2 separate regions of the Hordeum vulgare genome follow, and region 2 is linked to region 1. Evidence: chromatin contacts called from public Hi-C data. All regions are on one chromosome and are shown on one strand. Each heading gives the region's core, a stretch centred on a gene start, on an enhancer-like site or on the middle of the called end of the contact. The rest is flanking DNA. Distances are from core to core; before and after follow the strand shown.

Region 1 (2,626 bases), core at 83-2,582:
CCTCTTTCATGTCGTTGCCACTCTCGGCGTGGCACGACGATGAAGTCGATTGTGCACCGGAGAGGTGATGACTTTGGCTCCTCCTCCATGCGTGGCTGACATCGGCAAGGGCGGCGTCAGATCGTGCATAGCGATCGCTCGACCACTCCTCATCTGTCGTTGTTGCCTTTGCCAGGAAGCGTGATGGTTGTTGTAATAGCCCCTCCTCATCGTCGGGAAGATGACGATCTCTTCTTCCTCGGAAAAGGCGATCGCTTTGGAGGTCGAGAGCCCCGGAGAGCGACGGGGACACTAAGATCCGGATTCGGAGGGAGTTCTGGAGCTGACGTCGGCCGACACGAAGAACCATAACTTTGGCATGGCATGGACGCCACGAGAGCGAAGATGATTAGTGAGGTTCTGAGCAAAGAGGAATGATGCGGCGCGCTGTGGACGACACCAGAGCTGGCTTAAATAAGCACGACCAGAAGAAGGGACGAATAGCTGACTTCAATGTGACGTAGTGCTTGGAGTAGGCTTCTCGATCGCCACATCAACATTGAAGCAGAGCCACCAACTCGTTCGGTTGTGTCGCTTTGACCAATATCAATGTCGTGGAGTCACGTCTTCTGGGAAGGGGCGTTGACTTACATGAATGCACGACAACCGCCTCATGCCGAGAGGTTTTTGGGAGCGCTAAGGGTGTCAAATGCGTACATGGCGATGGTACGGACGCCCCCTTATTTGCGTTTAGTCTGCGAGATCTTAGACAACTGGACTTGTGTGTGGATCGATTGGGTCACATGTTGGATGACAAATTGCGGACGGTGTGAGGGTCTCTTCAATGGTCCTATGATCATCGTTGGTAAAATTATCACATAGATGATTTTGATGACATGACGCATAATAAAAGAAGAGAGAGAATGAAATCGTATGAACTTGAAGCAACGGTTCACGCACAAGCTACAAGCTCCGAGGCAAGCACGGTTATTTCTTTAATATTTAATGGACCCGCTTAATTATTTTACATACGATTAACATACACTCCATTGAAGACCTTGTATGATGTGTTGTTGATTGTTGATGTGGACACTTATACCAACGATTGAACATACGAATTGTTGGAGATGCTCTAAGCGCGCTAAAAGAAAAGTAGCAATCACATGACACAATTTGTATCCTATACTCTCTGTGCTTTTGGATAAATAAACTTGGCTTTACACCTAAAAAAAATCTACAAGTTATTCTTTTCTGAAAAGAAGAGATTAGAGGCCCACAAGCCCTCTATTCGTTCCTGCAACCGGCCCGTTGAAACATCTCGTTAACCAGCCCACATCATTTACAAGCCGCATGGGCCGCAAAAGCGACAAGGGAGTTCTCAGCGTGTTGCGAGTCGTGCCCATCGATTCCCCCCCTTCTCCCCGCCGGCGACGGGTCCTCCCGGCCGGATCCAGCCCCCCCCCGGCCTCCGCGCGGTCCCGCCACTGCAAGACTTCTCTCGGTCCAGCGACCTCTTGAGCACTGAGATGCGGGGGGTCGGAGGCCCATTGCTCACTGTCAGCGATCTCCTGAGCGACCTCGCTGTAGAAGGAGGCGACGACCACCTCGACGGCGGAGGCGATGCATCTGTTCCCTCCTCCCCCTTGGCAGTGCATCAGGTGGAGGAAGCTGACCCCTCCGAGCTCCAGCGGCTCTTCGCGGTGAGGGCTCCCTTCGCTCCCCTGTTTCTGATTTTGTAGGTATCAATTGATTCACCTGTCATATTGTTTGTTGTTCCTTCGAATTCATTCTCTGAATCATGCGTCCATCAGCTTTCATGTGTTCCCAGAGCTACTCAGTTGTGCTCGATGTGAAGAATCTTGCTGTGCATAGTCCCATAGATTCATATAGGGTACACAGAAAAGTGTGCAACGTTGAATGTTGGGATTAATTAAGATGGTCTCATCTAACTTAAGTTCATATAATTCACATCTTATGGTAGGTTACTTCACCCACCTTGACCAGCTGATGTGATGTGCTTGCTCATGTTTGTTGTTTACTTAATTTTCGAATCCGAAGTTCAGTACCGATGAAAGAATCCACCAAGAGGCAGCAAAGGCATTTTGTTCGTCAATTTGATGTGGGGTGCTACTCTGTTAGTTACTAGCTATCTGGTATGAACACGTACATGTAACTCATTTCTGCATTCATCATCAACCAGGAAGACTATGACAGTTTGATGAAGTCTCTACGGGAGAATGATCCTTCATGGCCTTCCCTGATGCTGAAGGTGTGATTTTTCCCTTCCTTTTCCTTTACTGAGGACGCAACCTGTGGTTATTTACTACAATTCGTTGCTGGATACAAACCCTAACATGTTTGCTCCCGAATCTCGGTACCTCAAACTCTAGTTGTGCAGGGCGTTGAAGACTTCCGATAAGCTGCTGAGCTGCGCGAATGTGAAAGCCGAGCAGCTGCTAGAGAAGGTGGAGAAACTGGAGCATGTCCTAGAGAGGGGAGATCGTGCAGTGGGATCAATTATAGAGGTTCTTCAGAGCATGCAGCTCACCGAGGATCATCAGACCTCCAAATCGAACCCGCCTAGCATGTAGTGAGCTGCGGTGGCGTAGGTGTTGTGTTTGATTATCCAAATCAGGAGTCATGCCTT
Region 2 (2,626 bases), core at 57-2,556, 230 kb after region 1:
AACCTTATACACATGACGCCAGTTTGCACCTCGCTCACCCAACCTGGCCCAGAGGACACCCATCACCATCTGACACTCAGAGCTGCAGATTTAGAAGTTATGGGCATCATTTCATCAGCACTAATGAAAGGGGGAGGCGGTAGCACAACACAAATAAGACATTAAAACTTACTACTTCTTGGTGGCCTGAGCTAGCTCTGAAAGAGCAGAGCCATGGGGACCCCAAGGTTCATCACTTGTCGCGTCAAGTACCTGATTTGAAAGCAAAACTTTTAGGAGAAGACACAAACTACGAAATATGATACAATAAGAGATCAAAATGACTAGTCTTGCCAGCCATCTATTCTCATCGAACTTCCAGCTCTAAATGTAATCATCGAGGAATCCAGCCTGATTACAGGCAAATCAAAAGCAATTCAGTGAGGAGTGCATTCGGTGGTCTGTTTCGACTGATATCTGATTCAGGTCTTAATAATTTATCCAAACCATCAGCGGAGAATTTGACTTTCTTAAGTAACATAGTTTGATTTATTGCTCCTATAAAAAGTTACAGCATTTCTCAGTTTCCTTAAAGCGCTACTGTGGAGCGCACACGAACACACAACAGTGGTATCACAACCAAGCATACGTAAACCACACTACTAGACAAAATCCAAGCTCCATCCTCCAGTCTCCACCACATGAACTAATACGATAATTCACGGCTCCACTACCGGCAAGAGGAAACAGTTTTACAGAGGAGCGGAGCAAAGATCTGGGCGAGATCCAAACCTTCTGTTCGAGCTCGGGGACCTTGAGCACCTTGAGATTGACCTCCCTCTTGCTGCAAGAGCACGCGCGAAGACAAACGGATCAGGATCTCGCTCCCCACGGGCCGAATTCAGCAAAACGCCGTACCCATCCTAGTAAAACGGGGGGGCGCCACCGACGAGATCGTATCGAGAAAACTTACATCTCCCTTACGGTCTGATCGAAGGCCTTCATGAAATCCATGGCCGGCGCGGCGTCGAAGGCTGGCCGGGGACTCTATACGGTGGGGGGATCTGGGCTGTCGGGCGCTGAGCTGGTAGTGGCAGACGAGCGAGTGGCCTAGGAGGCTGCGTCTGGACGGGATGGAGGCGCGGCGGTGGCGGCGGCGGCTCCCCCGATCCCGGCGAGCGGCGAGCCCTCGCGACGGACGGCGGCCACCTCGACGGCGAGGTCGTCGGCCTGCCGGGCGGAGGGCGCGCGCGTGCGGGGAGGGAGGGGAGCAGAGGGAGTGGGCGGCGAGGTGGGCGAAAGGGCCACTTTTGGTGGTGGTGATGGCCGGTGGGTAGGCAGGGAGAGGAGCCACATGTGTGCTACCATCGGACGGCCAGGATCGACTCCGGTGAGATCTGACGGCCGATATGGCACCGGCTGCAAACGCACCGGTACCACAGCCTGTGTCAATGCGCCGCTAATCTTTTACTGTGGTGCTACTTTTGGTTGAGGAAATGGTAAATCTCACTGGTAATCTCATGGGGTAAAGGCACTGCTAATCTAATTTTGCGAATGTTTGGTTGTAATCTTGTAATCTGATGGGCACAAGCGTCATCTGACACTGAACCAACCAACCACCGAGATGCATTTCTTTGACTGAAAGAAGCATAAGAGGGTAACATATGGTTTGCCACTCCAAACTTGGCACAAGACAGAAGATCCTCCGACATCTCAAGCTCACAAAACACATCTAACCTGGATGTGAAACTCTGTTCCATTTTTGCTAGGCCCGGAGTACACACACAGGTTCCATTGCAGAAGCAGGTCCGTGTATTTCCCGAAAAGAATTACACTACTACTCCCTCTGTACCTACTAAAACTACAAATATTTCGGTACAGAGGAGTACATGATAAAATAGTGGTCACAACTGGTGGTGGCTTCAAGTTGCATAAAGAAAGCAACCAACAGAGAGGCACCTCAAGTTGCATAAAGAAGGCAACCAAAAGAGAAGCACCCTCCAGACCCCACGTCAACATCAAAACCAGTCAACAGGGAACATCAGAAGCAAGAGAGCATAGTTTGTGAGGCAACAACAGTTGATAAAAAAACACCAATGTCATTATACTTATATATAATCGACATATGTATGTATAACATACATCAAACTGGTCTTGATGTTCATCCGGATCAATGTAAAATATACCAACTAAAGTTACCAGCATACTGAAGCACGCACAAAACACTTCAGTACACACAAAGAATTTCTACGTAAAATCAGCCTGCTAATTCTTGTCAGCGTTGCAGCACTTGCCGGGACCTGATCCCTCCCTAGCGTAGGTGATTGTAACTGTTGAACATTCTGCTCTGGGGGGTCTTCACTTTCACTGCAGACTTGGGAGCATCAGGAGTCCCAAACACATTCCAGAAGCGCAGGGTCTCGTCTGCGGCCGCAGATGCCACCGTGCAACCATCAGGGCTCTACAAAGGTTCAACAAAGCACAACCATAAGCCATCCATCTGTGCACGCAATATGCGTTTCAAACTTAGCTACAAAGCATATATGGGGCAAAAAGATTACCTGAGCCATGAAGAGGACACGGGAAGTATGGCCATTGAGCTCGGCCATCTTAGTCATCGACGGGTACTTCCACAACGTGAGCTGGT

The links. Hi-C and Micro-C count contacts between places; a contact is called where the count stands out from the background.
Region 2: a contact with region 1 is called in a Hi-C map of seedling, with 2.6 times the contacts expected there. The contact joins the promoter of LOC123427741 here to the promoter of LOC123430767 in region 1. A contact is called at or near these places in 3 of 6 Hi-C or Micro-C datasets (leaf and seedling).

The regions. Positions count from the first base shown.
Region 1 is chr2H:607,976,328-607,978,953 of MorexV3_pseudomolecules_assembly, forward strand. LOC123430767 reads left to right here and starts at 1,333. Exons shown (of 3, transcript XM_045114604.1): 1 at 1,333-1,679; 2 at 2,180-2,248; 3 at 2,370-2,626. The coding sequence starts at 1,506. The coding sequence ends at 2,570.
Region 2 is chr2H:608,204,089-608,206,714 of MorexV3_pseudomolecules_assembly, forward strand. LOC123427741 (clathrin interactor EPSIN 1) reads right to left here and starts at 1,307. Exons shown (of 11, transcript XM_045111858.1): 1 at 953-1,307; 2 at 772-823; 3 at 173-252; 4 at 4-82. The coding sequence starts at 993. LOC123427742 (cell division cycle 20.2, cofactor of APC complex-like) reads right to left here. Exons shown (of 5, transcript XM_045111859.1): 4 at 2,541-2,626; 5 at 2,063-2,440. The coding sequence ends at 2,291.